Regions from separate parts of the Gadus morhua genome. Here region 1 is linked to region 2. The links are chromatin contacts, called in public Hi-C maps. All regions are on one chromosome and are shown on one strand. Each heading gives the region's core, a stretch centred on a gene start, on an enhancer-like site or on the middle of the called end of the contact. The rest is flanking DNA. Distances are from core to core; before and after follow the strand shown. Region 1 holds the start of tmem229a (transmembrane protein 229A). Region 2 holds the start of gpr37b (G protein-coupled receptor 37b).

Region 1 (5,108 bases), core at 176-2,675, 180 kb before region 2:
ACAACTTTTTACTTAGATCCATCTTCCCACTCTCCCCGTCCTCCTCCTCTTCCCCCCCATCCTCAACCTCCCCCGACCCCCCCACCCACTGGACACGGAACAGCACGTTGGACAGGACATCCTGGTACAGACTCAGTCCCATCCAGCCGGGCAGGTACACGATGGTCACCAGCCCCATGAAGTTACCCGGGTAGTGAGAGTAATCCCACGAGCACGCGCCCACCTGCCTCAGCGCGAGTCCCGACGTGAGCTCCCAGGCGTAGATAAAGGCCACGTAGAGGGGCAGCCGCCGCCACGTGCCCCAGCCCCACGCGTAGCGCAGGCGCACGTACAGCTTCTCAACCACGAAGCTGCACGTGCCGTACATCAGGAAGGACCACAGGGACGTGTGGCCGCCGAGCGCGCGCCGCTCCATCAGGTTGAAGGCGGCGGTGAACACCACCTCGTCCAGGAAGCCGTGCATGCCGTAGAACACCAAGTGGGCCATGTCCGGGAGACCGTTGAGTCCGTGTTCCGGGATACCCTTGAGGCCCCCATGCTCGGCCACCTGAACCCCGTTTTTGTGCTCCGTGAAGCCGGGGTGGGGGCGGGGGTGGTGGTACCGTAGGCGGGACAGCCACGGGTGGAAGACGCGGGAGAAGTATAGCGCCACGAGGTACTGCACCGCGATCTGCAAGGGGGTCACCCCAGCCAGCGCGAGCCCCGGTCCCGCCCGCGAGCCTATGTTTACACTCTCGAGGAGGAGGATGTGCAGGCCAATGTACACGCAAGGGTAGAGCACGAGCGAGAACACCGCGGGACCACCGGGGAACAGCTTCCTCCGCGCGTGGAGCCGCTCCAGCGCCCAGTGGGTGAGGCAGTGAGCGAGGCACAGGTACGGCGAGGAGTAGCCTACCAATTTGGGGTCCCGCTCGAAAACGATCCCACAGAATGAAGACAGCAGGACGTCCACGGCCACCCCGTGCATGCCATAGAAATAAAGCCGCATCCAGCGAGGGAGAGCCGTGGTGTTCTTCGTGGTCTTCGTCGCATCATCATCACCGGTCGCACCGGAGGCGCCTCGTCGGTTGGTGGTCGTGTTTAGTCCGGTGTTTGCGTCTCCGCACCGGCTGGCCATCATCTCCCGAGGATGAGGAGGTTGAGGAGGGTTACTGCGAAAGCTCGCCGCTGCGGGTCTTTCTTTGACGCATGTTGTTTTGTGTGTGTGTGTGTGTGTGTGTGTGTGTGTGTGTGTGTGTGTGTGTGTGTGTGTGTGTGTGTGTGTGTGTGTGTGTGTGTGTGTGCGCGCGCGTTTGTGCGTGTGTGTCTATGTCTGTGTGTTTGTTCGTCGAGGTGTTGTGTGGAATAGTCTCTGCTGCCAGGAGGCTGGCCGTCTGATAACTCTTGTGAGAGACTCACGTGAGAGAGAGAGAGAGAGAGAGAGAGAGAGAGAGAGAGAGAGAGAGAGAGAGAGAGAGAGAGAGAGAGAGAGAGAGAGAGAGAGAGAGAGAGAGAGAGAGAGAGAGAGAGAGAGAGAGAGAGAGAGAGAGAGAGAGAGAGAGAGAATCAGGATTGCAGCCTCAGACTTCGGAGCTGTTAATGACGGACGACGACAATGCAAGCGCGTTCATTTCGACATCGATTAAACCCGTTGGTAGGCTACTTTACGACAGACCCGCTGATCTGCGGTTATATGGGGAGTTTCACCATGACGACGAGGCACCACCACACTGTCTATTTCTGGAAACATCCGCTTGAACCAGTTAAAGTGGCCTCTTTCTGTGCTGTTGCATGGTCTCATTCAGAGACAATTATTTATGAGACCCAAAAATAACCACACAACCAAGAGATGTTTGTTACGTGGAAAAGATAGTACAAAAACATGTTTATTCAGCCCACATTGTCCACGATAGGACACGGCATTATTACACAACGTGCCTGGAGCTCATGTTGGCCTACTCCTACTGGGTTATATCCTGTAGGACTGCAGTTTAATCACGCCGTCTGCACGACACTATAGACCTGCAGTAAGACGGTTCTACCACAGGGGGGAGCCAAAGTACAGGCAATGAACTGATGGGAGAAAGACTGAGATATGTAGATAGATGGGGACAATTTAATCTTGCAATAAATGGTGCAATCAAGTGGTATATTTCACAAAATATTCACTGACTAGCTACACTGTAAATGGCGCAATACATTTCCAGTGTAAGCAGGGTAGTCATAAAATGATAAAAATACTTTCCCTTACTGCATAGGCTGCGGAAATCATTCCAATCATATTTATTATGGAGAGAATGTTGTTTTGAGAAGCTTATATCGGACGAGAATTGATCAAATGTAACAGACAACATGCGTGTCATTATCAGAATTCATGAGAAAAACTGGCAGCTCATCTTCAAAAATACCTTTCGTAGATGCATTTCCTACACTAAACACTAGATGACACCATCGTCACACGTTTTCAAATCGCCATGGGTGGGCCCAACCTCTTTACAGATGCATGCATGATGATCAACTCTTGCTGCAATCACCGAATTACGATAACAATTTTCACACTTAGCTATCTCTGAGCTAATCTAATTACACTGTATTGTTTTGAGTTTTCGTCTTTTATGATTCAATGATAAGATTGGTCTAGTGGTTATGTTGCGTTGACTGGCAGCCAAATTTGTTGGGTTAGACTTTGAGCCCAAGGGGCGGCAGACTACCCTGCAGGCATCCCCGAGGGAGATGTCCTAACCTCTACCTGATCATTCATGTCATTTATCCAAGGGGATTCCCCATCAATCGGTTAGGAATGAAGCATCTGCTAAACCACAAAATGGTGTGAATGACTCCTGCAACAACCCAGTTGACAACCAAATCCCTCTGGTTGAAATTTCGATAATGGTAAATGGTAAATGGACTTCATTGGCCACCTAAAGCGCTTTACAATATTGCCTATAACATTCACCCATTCAAACACACATTCACACACTGACGGCGGTATCAACAATGCAAGGCGACAGCAAGTTCGTCAGGAGCAGTCAGGGTGAGGTGCCTTGCTAAGGGACCCCTCAAAACTCAGCTAGGAAGAGGCGGGGATCGAACTAGCAATCTTCCTGTTACCAGCCAATCCGCTCTACCTCCTGAGTCACATGCTTCCCTAATAACGAAGAAAATCACCTCAACCACTCGAATGGCCTGAAGTAGTCAGCCCAAAGGCTCACATTTCAGTGTGGATCGATCCAAACATCTGAGCCAAACATAGCCGGTTTATCCCCTGTGGGGCTCCAAATAGAACAGGAAGTCCCTCAACCCTTACAGAAGGCGCTTGGCAGAGGTTCCACAGACGTTCCTCGACAGATTTCCTCATCAGACTTGTGTTCTTAAGCTCGTTATACTGTTTGTTTTAAGAAAAAAAAAAAAAAAAAACAGAACGTCCACCGCGATTGGCTGATTGATCCGACAGTCCTCTGACCCTCCCTCGAGAAGGGATTGAACACGACTCTAGTCTCTGGGCTCTTAAAATCGCTCTGGAAATGTAATTTCAGAAGCCATTTCCTCCAGTTTGACCCGTTATTGAATGGAAGAGGGAGGTGGGGGGGTGGCTGGTGCCACTGTTTCCGATTGTGTGGTTCTTTGCGTTTCCTGACCCTGCTTGACTTTATAAACGCGCCTTTGTCTCGTCAGACGCCCTGTGTGCACAGGCTGTTTGTTTCCTTCTTTCTCACCTGTGAGAAACAGAGTGCATCCATCAGTGTCAGAGCGGATGCAAATCCCCGCACGCATGTGACGTTGTGTCCTGGTGCACGTCACGTGTGAGAGGGAAATGCGTGCGCCTGTGTGTGTGCGCATGTTTGTTGGTTTGTGTGTGTGTGTGTGTGTTTGTGTGCATCCAAGAGTTGAAGGTTATGCAGTCCGCGAGATATCAGTCCTCCAGATACACAGAAAATGTGTGTTGCACTATTCCCAGAGCTGTGTGTGTGTGTGTGTGTGTGTGTGTGTGTGTGTGTGTGTGTGTGTGTGTGTGTGTGTGTGCCTTCCCTTTCTCATTAGGAATTCCGTTCACTTCTTGAACAGAAAGGGCCACACCCAGCAACACAACTCAGCCTCTCTCTCTCTGTACCATGGCCTTCTGGTAATATGGTTATGGATCATTGAGGATACTCCTTTCATTTTCTTTCTTTCTTTTTGTTCCTTTGCTTTTTATCTGCCCCCTGAAAACCATTTAATCTGGGCCTCTCTCTCTCTCTCTCTCTCTCTCTCTCTCTCTCTCTCTCTCTCTCTCTCTCTCTCTCTCTCTCTCTCTCTCTCTCTCTCTCTCTCTCTCTCTCTCTCTCTCTCTCTCTCTCTCTCTCTCTCTCTCTCTCCCCCCCCCCCCCCCCCCCCACCATTTGTCCTCAACTTTTACTGTTTCTTCTTACCCTCTTACATGCCCCTCTGCTCCCCTCCCAGTCTCCCCTCCTCCTCCCAGTCTCTCCTCCCAGTATCCCCTCCACCAGTGTTAAATCATCAAATCCTCGCGTCACGTTAACAACTTCCAGTCGCTGGGTTTGTTGATCTGCTCGACTTTGGTAAACATGTTGACAGGAGACGCATCTCCCCGTTCCGCTCCCTCACCTCCTCTCCTCTCATCCCCTTCCCTCTCTCCTCCGCTCCTCTCCTCTATCCTCCTCTCCGATCTCCATTGCCCTACTCTCTCTTGTTATTTTTCCTCTTTCCAAGCATCGTCTCCTCCTCTCTTCACCTCCCCCTATACTCCTCCTCTTCTTATTTTTCTCTCTCCTTGCATCATCTATTCCCTCTCCTCTCCTTCTCTCTCTTCTCCTCCCCCATCCTCCTCCTCCTCTCTACGTTTCTCCCCCGCCCTTCTCCACTTTTGCTTGCCTCGCCTCGCCTCTCCTCTTCTGTTCTCCTCCCCTATCCTACTCTCCCTTGTTATTTTTCCTCTCCTTGCATCGTCTATTCCCTCTCCTCTCTTGTTCTCTTCTCCTCCCCTATCCATCTCCTCCTCCTCTCTACGTTTCTCCCCTGCTCCCCCTCCCTTCTCCTCTTTTGCTTGCCTTGCCCCTCCTCTACCCATCTCTCATCATCTATTCTCCTCACCTTGCGTCACCTACCAGCCTCTCCTCTCCGTATTCATG
Region 2 (5,055 bases), core at 2,458-4,957:
GGTGCTGGGTTCAGTATAGAGCTGGGTTCAGTATAGTGGGGCTGGGTTCAGTATAGTGGGGCTGGGTTCAGTATAGTGGAGCTGGGTTCAGTATAGTGGAGCTGGGTTCAGTATAGTGGGGCTGGGTTCAGTATAGTGGAGCTGGGTTCAGTATAGTGGGGCTGGGTTCAGTATAGTGGGGCTGGGTTCAGTATAGAGCTGGGTTCAGTATAGTGGAGCTGGGTTCAGTATAGTGGGGCTGGGTTCAGTATAGTGGGGCTGGGTTCAGTATAGTGGAGCTGGGTTCAGTATAGTGGGGCTGGGTTCAGTATAGTGGGGCTGGGTTCAGTATAGTGGGGCTGGGTTCAGTATAGTGGGGCTGGGTTCAGTATAGTGGGGCTGGGTTCAGTATAGTGAAGCTGGGTTCAGTATAGAGCTGGGTTCAGTATAGTGGGGCTGGGTTCAGTATAGTGAAGCTGGGTTCAGTATAGAGCTGGGTTCAGTATAGTGGGGCTGGGTTCAGTATAGAGCTGGGTTCAGTATAGAGGGGCTGGGTTCAGTATAGTGGGGCTGGGTTCAGTATAGTGAAGCTGGGTTCAGTATAGTGGGGCTGGGTTCAGTATAGTGGGGCTGGGTTCAGTATAGAGGTGCTGGTATGGGAGTGGATGTTGAATGTGACACCAGGGACACAACAATAGAGACTCCTATGCAGAAAGGCAGGGAACAAGAGAAGATCGGTAAACAACCTGCTGCATTCATCCCTACCGAAACTAGGACTGAGTATGTGGGTGTGTGTGTGTGTGTGTTCAAGGTCTGCATGTGTGTGGTCGTTCTATCGTTTCATTTGTCTCTCATGTCTTAGGGGTTTGGATGGGAGAGTCTCTCTCTCTCTCTCTCTCTCTCTCTCTCTCTCTCTCTCTCTCTCTCTCTCTCTCTCTCTCTCTCTCTCTCTCTCTCTCTCTCTCTCTCTCTCTCTCTCTCTCTCTCTCTCTCTCTCTCTCTCTCTCTCTCTCCCCCTTCACTGCATCTTGTTTACAGACCAGTCTTCCAGTCTAGTCTGAATAAATAATACCACTATACTCTGAAATCCCTCTCCCCCAATCAATCTCCACCATTACCATTCCCCCAGAATCCTCCTAGATTAGAAACGCCTGCGTTTATCCAGGACACGTCTATTCCCGCAGGCCAAACAAGTAAGTGACATTTATCATGCTCCATTGACGACTCATTAGCCATGCAGATGCTATTAGGTCACACACACAAACACAAGGCCACACACGCCCATCCAAACACACACACACACACACACACACACACACACACACACACACACACACACACACACACACACACACACACACACACACACACACACACACACACACACACACACAAGGCCACACACGCCCATCCAAACACACACACACACAAACAAAATCAGCTCTTCTGACACATCCAGTGACATCATAACACAACATCCTGGCTTTCAGTTTGTTGTTCAGAGTCTCATGTTACGTTGAAATAAGAGGGTCTGCCTTAAAGGGATTTGAGATGCATAAGGTGAAGTAGAGTATGTAGAGTAGACTACAGTAGATAGACTTCAGTACGGAATAGAAGCATGGAGTGTAGTCTACAGTAGATTTAGAATAGAAGCATGTAGAGTCAACTACAGGAGATTTCAGTATGGAATAGAAGCATGTACATTCACTACAGAGAGCTAGACTACAACATGGGATCCAAGCATCTAGTGTACAGTAGACTTCAGTATGGGATAGAAGCATGGATAGTAGACTACAGTAGACTACAGTATAGAATAGAGCATGCAGAGTAGACTCCAGTAGAGTACACTACACATATAATAACATGCAGAATATAGTACAACAGAGAAGATGGCAATAGAATAGCATAGAGTAGAACAGAGTACAATAGAGTACAATACTAAAGTACAATAGGGTGGACAAAGCGTAGATCAGTCTAGAGTGGGACAGGTTAGAGATGGGCTACAGTAGATCAGAACAGGGTACACTCAGTAGAGAACATCATAGCATAGAGGGACAGAATAGACTAGAGTAGACTACGGTAGCATAGGACGGCCTTACCTCCAGATAGGGCACCACCTTGCAGGTGAAGTCACCCAGCAGCCAGGACTTTGTGAGCTCGTGGAACACCACCATGGGCAGGCAGAAGAAGATCAGCACAAAGTCCCACACGGCCAGGTTTGCCAGCAGTGAGTTGGAGATGCTCTTCATGTAGTAGTTCTGGCACACGATGCACAGGATGGCGATGTTGCCCGCGATGCCCACCAAGAAGATGACCCCGGCCACGCAGACGATGGCGTACGCCCCGTACGTCTCGCCGGTCACCGGGTAGAAGGGATTCCGGATCTCGCTCTGCGGGAAGTCCTGCGGGTTCGGCGGCGTCATCGGCGTGGCGTCCCACGGGTTGCTCTCCTCCTCGCCGTACGTCATGAACTCCACGGGGCGCCGCGTGAAGGAGTCCGGGGGCGGGTCGGTGGAGGAGAGCGCCGCGGGTCTGGGCAGCGGTTCCCATGGCGACGCCTGGAGAGCCATGGGGCTTTTGTTCGCATGGTTTCGGCCCCTTTTGGAGCCTTTCTTCTGCTCGTCCTTTGTGCCCCTCTTGCGCCTGTCGCTCTCCTCATTCTGTTGTTCCCGACCCCCCCATCGGCCCGTGGAGGGGGACTTATCAAGGGATCTCCGCGCGCTAATCCCAACGCTTCCCAGCGCGGGAATGTCGCCGTTCGCCTGCAACTTTCTCCTCTTGTGGTGAGGCGACGCGTCCCTGGATGAGTTTACGATCCCCGTCGAGACGTCTTTAAAGTTGTACCCCCCTTTACTCCTCTCGGCGGGGGTCCCCACCACCGCCGCCGCTCTCCTTCGAGAGTGAGTGGAGTTGACGGAGGTGATGGGTGGTGCTCCGGGGCGCACCTGCGTCTCCAGAGAGGAGGAGGACACACCTGTGGCGGAGGACGAGGGCGCTGCCTTGAGGGGCGCGCGGTGGTCGCGATGGTCGGGACCCTCCCGCGGGGGAACGTGAAACGTCCTGTGGTGAAACGTTCCGTTCTCGGCGTCATCGTCGGTGCCGCCGCGACCCGGTCCCGGTGCGAGCGCGAGCCCGTGCTGGCTCCTCAGAGCCTCCAGCAGCTCCACGTTGGCCAGAAACAGGAAGAACGGGAGGTAGTGCATGGTCCACGATGACGGCACACCGGTTAGTAATCCCGGTTAAACGTCAAAACAAACACACCGCAAAAATACGCTCCCAGTCGATCAGTCGACACCCATCACTGGGCGATCTGAGATAGGAGCACAAAGCGCCTCGGGTGTGTGTGTGTGCGTGTGTGTGTGTGTGCGTGTGCGTGTGTGCGTCTGTGTGTTTGCGTGTAGGGCTGGGGGGGGGGATCCAGAAACGTCCAATAAACTTCAGGACATCATATTTTGTCAGCAGCTGTGTTCGGTTTGTATCCTCCAGAGAAAGAGAGAGCTCCAACAGCGGGGCTCCTCGTCCCCTCCGTCCCCGTCGACCTCGCCTCCTTCCCGGCCGCTTCTCAAAGCGTCCCCCGCCGGAAAGACTGGAGACGCCGATGGAGAGTCCCGAAGCAACACCGCCGAGGACCAACGACAGATGGATGTGTGTGTGTGTGTGTGTGTTTGTGAAAAGGGAGAGAGGGAGAGAAGGAGAGAGAGAAAGACACACACACACACACACACACACACACACACACACACACACACACACACACACACACACACACACACACACACACACACACACACACACACTCACACACAGATAGAGGAGAGTGAGAGACAGATAGTGATATGAGAGTTACAGCAAAGAAAGATAGAAAGAGAAAGAGAGCGATACAGAAACAGAGAGAGAGAGAGAGAGAGAGACACACATTGCGTTCAAACTAATCCAATCGCGCCGAGCAAAAAGATGTGTTGCATCTTGCACAACGTGGCTCGTGCAATCAGAGCACACACACTAACACACGCACATATACGCGCAAACACACGCACGCATAAACCCTCCGTTGCTTGAATAATATCCGCCGCGCGTCACGCTCGGTTCCGCATGTGTTCTGTGTGGGTTTGGTCTTCTCGAGGCATCAGCGGCATTGCGGTGCTGCCGACAGACTGGGAGCGCAACGTGTGGGAGAGAGAGAGAGAGAGCGAGCGAGCGAGCGAGCGAGCGAGCGAGCGCGAGAGAGAGAGAGACTGTGAGAGAGCAAAGGGGGTGGGGGGTATCGAGTCGAGGCGCGGCTTTCGGCCACTCTTGTCGCTTCCTGGTCTGCGTCCAGCCTCTCCTCTTCTCTCCCCTCCTCTCCTCTCTCCTCGTTCCCTCTCCACGGTGGGTAGGGCATCGGGGTAGAATGTGTGGAAGAAAAAGAAGAAGAAGAAGAAGAAATAAATGACCTCCCCTGGCGGCTAACCCCGATCTGTCACTCCTCATCTATCAAGGAGCATCAGCCCCCCGCCCCCCCCCCCCCCCCGACCCCCCCTCTACCCACGCCTACCCCGAGGCAGACTACACGCTGTAGCCGCTGGCTGAACGCGCCGTCCGTCGGCAGCCACGCCCGACTAGCCGCGTTAACGATGGACGATGACACCGTGGACGGTAGTAATTGCACGCGTTTCGGCGATGCGATCGATTAAGCTATTAAGATACTTTACGGAACTGCCGGTTCAGGTGCTTTCAATACGGTGGTTATTTGATGAATACAAAGTGGATGGCCAGATGCAGGAGTAATTGTGAAATATTTCATCAACCTGTCTATCTAACTTCCTGTTTGTCTGTCTGTCTAACTATCTGTATCCATCTATCCATCTATCTATCTATCCCTCTAACTACATGTCTGTCTGTCTGTCAGTGTGTCTGTCTAACTACCTGTATCTATCTATCTAACAACCTTTCTGTCTGTCTGTGTCCGTTTCATTCTGACTGGGTATGCCGATCGATGCAACAGCACCCAGCATGCACACACACACACACACACACACACACACACACACACACACACACACACACACACACACACACACACACACACACACACAC

The links. A called contact is a pair of places that touch in the nucleus more often than the background predicts.
Region 1: a contact with region 2 is called in a Hi-C map of gill, with 6 times the contacts expected there. The contact joins the promoter of tmem229a here to the promoter of gpr37b in region 2. A contact is called at or near these places in 5 of 6 Hi-C or Micro-C datasets (blood, gill, gonad and 2 more).

What each region holds. Positions count from the first base shown.
Region 1 is chr19:21,212,857-21,217,964 of gadMor3.0, reverse strand. tmem229a (transmembrane protein 229A) reads right to left here and starts at 1,425. Exons shown (of 1, transcript XM_030341898.1): 1 at 1-1,425. The coding sequence starts at 1,120.
Region 2 is chr19:21,037,899-21,042,953 of gadMor3.0, reverse strand. gpr37b (G protein-coupled receptor 37b) reads right to left here and starts at 3,707. Exons shown (of 2, transcript XM_030342213.1): 1 at 2,079-3,707. The coding sequence starts at 3,182.